Linked DNA regions of Mus musculus: region 2 is linked to region 1. Evidence: chromatin contacts called from public promoter capture Hi-C data. All regions are on one chromosome and are shown on one strand. Each heading gives the region's core, a stretch centred on a gene start, on an enhancer-like site or on the middle of the called end of the contact. The rest is flanking DNA. Distances are from core to core; before and after follow the strand shown. Region 1 has its middle 110 kb from the start of Gm26263. Region 2 holds the start of Sgpp2 (sphingosine-1-phosphate phosphatase 2).

Region 1 (4,948 bases), core at 757-3,256:
CTAGGCTGTAAAACCTCAAGGTCTATCCCCAGTGATCTACTTCCTACCCCGAGCCCGAGCTTCTACCCCTTAAACATTCCAGAACATTCCCAAACAGGTGTGAACCAAATGTACAAACACATGAGCCTGGGGGCTGGGGTGTGTGTGTGAAGATTTCACAGTCAAATAACAGTAGGGGATAAAGGGTACAATCGAGCCAGGAAGCATAGTTTAAAAACATGAAAACATTGGTGCTAGAGAGATGGCTCAGCAGATGAGAGCACTTGTAATTCTTGTAGAAGCCTAGACTTTGACCGCAGCACCCATAGGAAATAGCTCACAACAGTCTGTAACTTCAGCTCCAGGGAATTGTGTACTCTCTTTCTCTTCTGACCTCCAGAGGCATCTGCAAATGTCTGCGCGTGCACACACACACACACACACAGAAATAGAAATCAAATAAATCTTTTAAGAATCATAAAAAACCAAAATTTTACAATTAAGTTTAAAATGTCATGTCCTTTTTGTTTGTTTGTTTGTTTTCAAGACAGGGTTTCTCTGTGTAGCCCTGGCTGTCCTGGAACTCACTTTGTAGACCAGGCTGGCCTCAAACTCAGAAATCCTTCTGCCTCTGCCTCCTAAGTGCTGGGATTAAAGGCTTGTGCCACCACTGCCCAGCAATGCCATGTCTTTTGTATATAGGATTTTCATGGGAATGACTAAAGAAAAAAAAAAAAAAAACGGGCGTCAGGAAGGGAATTTTCAGATCATGTTGGGATTCATATATAGCAGTCACATCTCTAAGGAGCACAGTGATAAAGAAATGCTTTAACTCTGTAGCTTTCTTTAACATAACAGTTAATGAACCATAACAGCACAGTGAGGGACCGCAGCACGCGGGGAATTCTATTCCCTAGACTGCCTGCATCGTCTTCAGACTTGCTCAGTGTCTACATTCCTAGGCAGAATCCTGTCTCAGTCACAGAAAATGTTGAAGGCTGTGTGTTTGATATGCACTAAGTACACAAAATGAAGGAAATGGATTATGAACTAGAAAATTCTATATCTCTCTTCTCTTTTCTCTTCTCTTCTCTTCTCTTCTCTTCTCTTCTCTTTTCTTTTCCCTTTCTTTCTTTCTTTCTTTCTTTCTCTTTCTTCCTTCCTTTTTTCTTTCTCTTTCTTATCTTTCTCTCTCTCTCTCTCTCTCTCTCTCTCTCTCTCTCTCTCTCTTTCTTTCTTTCTTTCTTTCTTTCTTTCTTCCTTTCTGGTAAAATGAGCCAATGGACACTTTTTCACTTTGAAAGTTCTCTCCAAAATTTTAACATGCCATCATGCCAGCATCAGGGACCAAACTGAATAGAGACTAGAAATATACAGTCATCTTGGATCCTTCCTCGCTTGTTTGCACAGCTCTTCAAAGATTCAGTCTGATTTATGACCCATCTGAAATAAGAGAGTTTTTATTAACAAGTCAATCATGATATTGTTAAATGCTAAATAAAATCTACTGTGGGTATCGGATGAGAAAATGTACTGTCAGTGAGCGGTATATTTCAAGTCCCACCAAAATGGAATTCACATGAAATTTTATGTGCTTCAGAATAGAATAACCCTGATTCATGCAGGGAGATCTTAAACGCTAATGTATGCATATTTATGGAACGCAGAGCTGACACTTGGCACGCTGCCTCCCCAGGACTGCTTCTGTAAACCTCAATAAGACCCACCTGTTGCCGCTTCCACGAGCCCTCTGCAAACTCGAGGCATGCAAAGTACCCAGGGCCGCCTTTCCAGTGCGATTTGCAGAAACCGGTCCTATTACCTTGGACACACACCAGAGAAAACAAAATAGCTCAAAGCCATGGGAGAGAAAGAAGAGAAGTGGGCTTACTAAGTCAATATCCTGCTTCCCTTCACAGCTACTTTTTCACAGGGAAAATGGCTGCCATCACTGTGTGGTCCTTGCCTGAGATTGTGGACACTTTTCTAACTACACTGCGCACCCGTGTGCCTACGACAGAGGCTGCGTCTCACTATGTCCATGCGGGGGCGCTCTTTTGCAGTCTCTCTGCAGACCTCAGGAGTCTAAGGTGCGATCAGGAGAGGCACTTCAGTTGCTTCCTTTGTCTGTAACTTTTAAGCTCTAAGAGCTCTGTGAGCTTCCATTTTTTATAGATAGATTATTTTAAAGGAATCTTTCTGTTAAATGGCTTAAAGGCCAAATTAAAAAAAAAAAAAGAAAGAAGGAGAAAAAAAAAAAAAGAAAAAGAAAAAGAAAAAAAGAAAAAGAAAAAGAAAGAAACTTAGTTTTGGCAACCATCCCATATTGCTATAATTCAATATTGTAATTTTTTTTGAGCCACAGCCTCTAAGCACCAAATTATTATTTCGCTATTTTCTTCTGCTCTTCTAAATCCTTATAAAATTTAGAAGCATAGTACATGCTGGTCCCCCACCCCCACCCCCCTGTTCTTGGACAGCCTGCTCCTCAGGCTCTCAGTGGATGTGGCTGGTTTCTTTTTCCCATTTCTTTCAAATTGGGCCCACATGGCCTTCTGACTGAGCAGTCCCTCATAGAGGAAAATGGGATTTTCATCCATGAGAGTAAATTGTTGTTAGGATTGATCTGTTCTAGGGAAACTGGAGTCTGCTTCTTGGTCTCTGGCTACAGTGAAGGAGAAAGTGAATATAAGTGGTCAAGAGGAGAGGGAGAGAGAGAGAGAGAGAGAGAGAGAGAGAGAGAGAGAGACGAAGGATCAGGAGAGAGCATGAGAAATGTATCAACACCTCTGTCTTCTGTGACCCTCCTGTCTGAGACATTAAGTTTAAATATCCAAGTGGGAGATCGGAGGGTAGGTTACGTCACCTTATGGGGACTATCAAGGAATTCCATGACTTCTTTGGTGGTTTCATTTTCCCTTTTGGCGAATTTGTTGCCTCCTGAGCTCTTTTTCTGTTTTAGAACTCTGTGTTATTAAACATCTCTCAAAGCTAGCGTGCCACCAGCATTGGTGGCAGGTTGGTGATGTGGAGACACAAAATCTCTTGCGATACGGTGGTGTTTGCTTGTGTTTGTTTGTATGGGATGCGATGGGGGATCTCTTTCCTGTTGCTTCTCAGTTTCATGACACGGGAGGTTGCAGGGGGAAAAAAATCTCCCTTCAGCATCTCCTTTCACTAAACTCTTGAGGATGAGGAGGCGAAAAGGGGCTTAGTGAGGGGCTATTCTGAGAGAAGGGACATGGCCCAGTTGCTGCCTCCTCCTCTATACTGATACAGCTAACCTCTTATCTTCATCTCCTCCTGCCTGGGTCCTGTATCCTCCGTTGTACTTCATCCTATAAAAGGCACATATCGATGGCTTCCTTGATGCTCTCTTGAAGCCTAAAGACCTTCAGAGTTTTCTGCTCCTAATTTTCCACGTTTTGGATTGGTTTTGTGAGATTGAAAGAAACTTCAAGAAACTCTTTACAAATAGAAACTAGATCTGCCTTTCACAACCAATTTAGGCAAATACCAAGGACACTTGGGAAGTTTATTTAGCTACACAACAATCATCAGGATGGAATGATTTAATCATCTCTCCCGAAATGGAAATTTGAATAATGACATAATCTCCACGTTCAGAAATCTTGAACTGCTTAAACACACGTCCTCTTGGGGTGCAGTCTTCCAGCATCTCACCCACCTGTGCGTTTGGAAGGATTAGCTGAAAAGCTTCAAATTGCACACCACACGGCACGCATGCCATGTGGGAAACACAGCATATAGAAAACAACATTTCTAGCTTTCAAAACAAACATGAAAAGATATTATGCAGGATTGCTCTGGGAAATGAGAGGACGTGATGGATGCTGAGTGGGGAGGGAGACCACGCTGGCCTGGCAGTGGAGATGGCTGGACGGCTGGATAGCTGGACGGCTAGATGGGGTGTCTTTTGATCATCAGCTGATTGGGTGGAGCATCCTGTCAATCTTCCATAACCACCTACAATATGCTCCCATTCTGGATATTTGTGCTTGTCTTTTAGCAGTGAACACTGCCACAAAATATTTTATTTTAGTCGTAGTAGGGTAATTGTTTTTCTTGAATCCCGTGAGAAGCATGCCAGCTAAGCAGTGTCTGGCAGAGACCTTTCCAGTGAAACCTTGAGAGGCTCTGAGAAAGTCCAACCCCAAGGCCCACTTGGGAAATAGAAACTTAAGATGATCAGAAGTTTTGCTGTTTTCCCAAGTGTTTTGATATTTTGTATAATTAGGAAGATCTGGGAGTATGGAAAGAGTTTCTAAAACCTTTGCATTCTCTTGAAAATATTTTACGTGGCTGCCGAGAGAATGCTTTCTTTTCCCTAGTGCTCCTGGCAACCCTTCGCAGTACCTAGGAAATAGAAAAGACATTAAAAACACGGGGCAGGGATACCTTATATGGTTGTATCAGTGCTGAGAGATTTATCTGGGTCTTTCTGGTCACAGTTGTTTCACATAAATGTCAATGATGCTGAAGACTGCCATTTTGTCTCTTTTTTTGGCCCCTTCCTGTGTGCTGGCCAGGGCTCTCTCCTATGCACCGGTGGGATTGCTCAAGGACGAGATCCACAGTTGTTCTTGGAGAATTTGCAACAGCCTGACTCTAAAACATGGCTGCTGGAGTGCTGCCTGATTGGGAACCTTTTGCAGGTGTTATGATATGCTTACCAGGGCCCACATTTTAGTCCATACATAAATAAATATAAATATTCAAAAGTGAGTTGGGCATAGGTAGAAATGAAATATTTGAAAAGCAGCACTAAAAAAAAATTAAGGTAATAGGACGTGTGGGGAATGGTGTCTTCAGCTGTTATGATTTGCAAAGTGTTTCCTAGGCTTCAGTGTTAAAAAAAAAAAGGCATGAATTGACACTGACTTTTCCTCAACAGGTTTCCTCACAGTTAACTTAAAGTCATATAAGTTTAATTGATAAATAATCTTGT
Region 2 (4,948 bases), core at 1,203-3,702, 300 kb before region 1:
GATATTTTAATTTGATCTTCAGCAGACTCTGTTTAAAACCTTAAAAGCTATTGATTTTTTTTTCTACTGTAATCTATGCTTAGATAGCCACAAAATTCACAGAGCTTCAAGTGGGTGAAAGTCCAAGGGAAGAATATGAGCAGAACAAACCTCTTACAATGTTGGAGATTTCATCTACAGGAGGAAGCTGGGCGTCCATCAGATTCCCCACACAAAGGCACAGTTACACAGTGTAGGCCATTCTACAGCCAACAACCCTCAAGAAGCAGGAGAATTCCCAGAACCAGAAAGAGCCCCAAGACAGCAAAGGGCATGTCGAGGAGCTTGCCTTCGAAAGTTGAAGGGTGTCTGCTTTGACAGTACATACCTAAAACCCCAGCCCTTGGGAGGCTCAGGCAGTTTTATCAGTTCAAGGCTAGCCTGGGCTACAGATCCATACAGTTAAAAAACAAACAACAACAAAAAACCCCAAGAAAACAAAAAACAAAAACAAACAAACAAACAAAAAACACTGGAAGGGCTGTTCAGCCACCACCTGGTTTGTAAAAACCAAGGGAGAAAGAAAACAGGGCTGTGGGCAGAGTTATCCCAGTGGCCCCCTTGAAGCCCTGTGAGTTATCTGGGGGCAGGGATGCAATTACTTCTCAGGGGGAACGTTCCATGTGTTTGTTAAGGATTAACCTTTCCACATCTTTTAAAATGAACCTAAAAACAAAAAAAACCTCATGAACCCTTCCCTTATCAAAAGGTCTTGAGTTAATTTTTTTCCTGTTATGGCTACTACAGGGATTTAATATCCTGAACTTTCAGTTTTCTTTTACTTATTTCATGGACTTCAGTAATCCAAGCGCTGGGAACGAGAACCCCACTCCTTGATTCCCCAGACTATCTGGGACTACAAGAAGGAAGAAGCCTTCCCCAGAATGTGCAGGCAAGTAATCAAGGGGATTGTGTAAAAACAATTTAAGAAACATTAGTGGAAAAATTCAGTCCTGAATGAGGAAGAGCAGGTACAGGGGAGACAAGTCGGATAGAGTGCAGCCCCCCACCCCCACCCCCGCGCTGGTCCTGAGCCTAAACAGAGCGCCTGTACAGGAAAACGCTTCCCGTGGGGGTGGGGCATTGGGCTTATGTGCTAGCACCTTTTGAGGCAAGGCTCTGGCAAAGAGAGATGTCTTGAATTAATCTCAAAGCTATCAGCATGCCGTGAAGTAACTATAAAGTGAAAATATTTTGAAGAATTTCTCTAGCTGAGAATACACAACTAGCCTACTGCCACTTTTCAAATGAATTCTGTAATTTGATGCCTCTATTATTCTGTCCTACACAAGCGCCAGGTTCTTAAGTAGTTATCTATATATAAGGACGTGTCACCTTCCAGTCACCAGAATCTCTCAGAAAGAATAAAACACTGAAGAAGGGGGGTGGGGGAGGCGGAGTAGAATTGCTTCTGTCCTGGTTTGTTATTTTCTACTTAAGCCGAGGGAAAGGGCAGCTGCTGGTGGTGCCCAAGGGAGACAAGCTTTCCTAGCTGCCATCTGCCGCCTGCCTGGTCCTTTCAGCCTGGAGGAGTCCCTGTGCACCTCATAACGCAAAGCTGCAGTAGGGTTGTATAACCTTGCTCCGGATGCAAAGCATCTACCGAAAAGGCCGTAAGAGCCAATCATAAAAGACCAACCAGTGCCTCCAAAACTAGGGGGACGTCGGGAGGGAGACAGTGTTGAACTCCCATCTCTGAGGTTAGGTTAGCTGGGGGGCGGGGCTGTGAATTCCCAGAGGAGTCCAGGGCGGGTGTTCAGCAAAGCAAAGCGCGCGACTGGGATGTCTGCACGGAGTAGGAAGGGGGGATGCGGCAGCAACCTAAGGACTTTGAGGAGTTCTCAGGCTGTGTCCCAGGGAAGTGCCAAGGACATCCCCGCTCCTCTTTTCAGTTACGTAACTCTCACACTTTGGGTGGAATCTAACGAACTTACTCACTAAAGTAATTAAAGTAGAAAGTCTTTCCGCGGATGCATGCAAAGGTGGTGTCTGAAAAGAAGTGACTGACTGCCACCTGCAGCGAGAAAGGGTGGCATCGGGTGACTGTTCCCCGCCGTGCCCTTCCTAGGATGGAAGCCGGGTGGCGGCGGTTGGAGCCCTCCAATCCCCATCTAGGAGTCACCCGGAGCCGCAGGTAAGCAGGCGGCCGTCGCCCTCCTCCCCAACGGCAGACACCGAATCCCGGTTGTCGGAGAGATGAGAGACCTCCGGGACCCCTGTCGCCCACTTCGAAAGGCCCTTCTCCCTAGGACTGACCTCCCGCGCTGGGAAGAGCCCGCAGCGGCGCTGGAAGCGCGCCACGAGCTGTGAATCCCGCAGGCTCCGCAGCAGTTCGGCCATGGTGAGCCGTGACCCCGTTCCTCCGACCCGCAGCCACGCGCGTCCGTGTCCTCAGCGTGCGCCCTGGCCTCGCGTTCCGCAGCCCGATGCTCCCAGCGCAGGACGGGCGGGGCGCGGTGCCAGCCAACAGGTGCGCCACCCGGGTCCTAGCGCCCGCCCTACACGCGGGCAAGCCCAGGTGTCCGCCACCACCTTGCACACGTCACCGTCCCCTTCCTAGCCAACCGGGCGGCCCCAGCCCCTTACCTGCCTGCTGGAGAGTGTGCTTGCAACTGCGTGGACGGGTCCACGTGCATGACCTATGCGCCATCCCCACTCCCGCGCATCCTTCCAAGTGCTGCCGGAAGCCTGGACGCTTTGTGACCCTCCTTTCAAATCTGGAGTTCAAGGTGAAACTGGTCGCCACTACACATGTGTCCCCCACATCCCAGCTCCCTGCCCCAACCTTTGCTTGTTTTCTGAAAGACTTAATTCCCAGGGAGTCTGGTTCCTAGGGAGAATTCTCAGTGATTTCTAAACTTCCTGAAATGTTTCCTTCTCACAGGCCAGTCACCTCATTCAAATTTGAGAAAGAATAGCAGAAATGCGGAGAGTCAACCCGGGTGATTTTATGGAAAAATAGAAATCTCTTTCTCTCTCCTACCCGCTGTGTGTGTGTGTGTGTGTGTGTGTGGTCTCTCTCTCTCTCTCTCTCTCTCTCTCTCTCTCTCTCTCTCTCTCTCTCTCTCTCTCTCTCTCTTCCTCTCTTTCTCCCTCCCTCCCACATACCTCCTCCCTTTTGGCCTTGGGAAGACTTTAGACCCAAAGGGAACAAGGTACTGAGCGACTACCAGGCGCCAGCCACTGCTTAGAAGAGCAAAGGAAACGTCCTGCAGATGGTTTTTCCTGAGCTTTCCTAAACCTCCCTTCCGGGTCTCTGAGATCCTAAGATGACCTCTGTACCTCATTGCAGGGAGTGAGAAGCAACAGTTAAACGAGGGCCAGGTGATTGGCCTGCAGCAAAACTATAATCCAATCCTTAGTTGGGAACAGAAGGCTGCGGGGGGGGGGGGGGGGGTTTCCTGGCCGCCCTTTTAAAGCCTGCTATTTGGCGGAATAAAGGACCGTGCATGAACACCTGCCACCACCCTTGCTTATCCAGTTGTCCTTCTAGGCTGGGAAGTCTTCGGTTCCTGATACGTGAAGATGATCTGGTCCCCTCTCATTCCAGTTTTCTGACTCCCTTGTTCCTTAGTCCTATCTGGAGAACATGTCAAGGTCGCTAAGTCAGCAGTGGCTTGTTCAGAGATTCTATTTTCTTTCCTCTTCCAGAGGAAAATGCAGCCCTATGTCATACTCAGTCATGTGTGGCTGAAAAGGCAGTTGCCTCCACCCCTAGTGCTGTAGTGATTTTTGTTTTTAAAGATTTATTTATTTATTTTTATGTGTATGAGCACACCAGAAGTGGGCATCAGATCCCATTACAGATGGTTGTGAGCCACCATATGGTTGCTGGAGTTGAACTTAGGACCTCTGGAAGATCAGCCAGTGCTCTTAACTGCTGAGCCAGCATTTCAGTCCTCTCCCACCCCCAAAGTTTGATTTTAACAGCTGACATTACAGTAGCTCCCAACCTGAGCCTTTATACATTTAAAGAATATGTTCTCCCAGGAAGACCCTTGAATTGCATGTCTCCTAAATGGGTCGCTCCAACCTTTCTATTTCAGAAAGAGAGAGAGAGAGAGAGAGACAGAGAGAGAGAGAGAGAGAGAGAGAGAGAGAAACCTAAAAATATGTCAAAATATGTCATACTTAATGTGGTACCAAATTAGATTTCTTTCAGGTCTTTGACTCAAGTTTTTAGTGACTCATGAACCCTGAGATAAGTCACCGTGGTTTTTGTTTCCTTCTATGATGAGACACTAGTCTTCATTTATTGTCTTTCTTAAGAGACTGTTGTGAAAATCTTCAGAGGCATCACGAGCCAGTTACAGCAATATGCACTGTGACAAAGGTCCTGCTCTACATCCTATGTCTCCTTCCATTGACGCAGGCTCTCTCACAGAACCTGGAGCTAGGCTGGCTCTGCCCTCCACAGTTGCTGGGGCTACAAATGCCACATTGCCACATCCTTCGGTCCTCATGCACTCACAGCAAGTGCTCCTATCCACAGAGCCATCTCTCTGGCCCTTTGTATTTTATTTTTTAAAGACATGGCTTTGTGATATAGCCTCAAATGTCTTCAGATTCTCAAATATGTCTGCCTCTGCCTGGCAAGTTCTAGATTCCAGGTATGTAATACCATGTGCAGACAGTGACATATGTTGAAGGAATCAGTATTGGATATATTAGTTAGGGGTTTGCCTAAGTTGCTATAATGAGCAGACTCCAAAAGACAGTGGTTCTAAGAAGACAGATATTTATTTCTCTCTGTTATACGGGTCCCACTGTATGGCTAGTGGCTAACTCAATGACTTGAGCTGCCTTCATCCAATGGCTTCCTTGTGCCCTGCCCTGGGACCACACCCTAAGTCTTTGTCCTTTTTTTGTATAGCTTCTAAAAAGGAGCACACAGTGAAAATGTGCCCTT

What was found. Promoter capture Hi-C pulls out the DNA fragments that hold promoters and counts their contacts.
Region 2: a contact with region 1 is called in a promoter capture Hi-C map of cranial neural crest. The contact joins the promoter of Sgpp2 here to the enhancer-like site in region 1. A contact is called at or near these places in 6 of 39 promoter capture datasets (the 3T3-L1 cell line, the C10 cell line, cranial neural crest and 3 more) and 1 of 115 datasets of contacts at active chromatin or transcription factors (embryonic stem cells).

What each region holds. Positions count from the first base shown.
Region 1 is chr1:78,006,004-78,010,951 of GRCm38.p6, reverse strand. No RefSeq gene overlaps it. Among named protein-coding and RNA genes, the nearest start is that of Gm26263, 110 kb to the right of the region's middle. Within about 2 kb of position 2,006, at least 14 of the 459 cell types and tissues checked have an H3K27ac peak or open chromatin away from gene starts, as enhancers often do.
Region 2 is chr1:78,307,850-78,312,797 of GRCm38.p6, reverse strand. It overlaps Sgpp2 (sphingosine-1-phosphate phosphatase 2), which reads right to left and starts at 2,452. Exons shown (of 5, transcript NM_001004173.2): 1 at 2,296-2,452. The coding sequence starts at 2,379.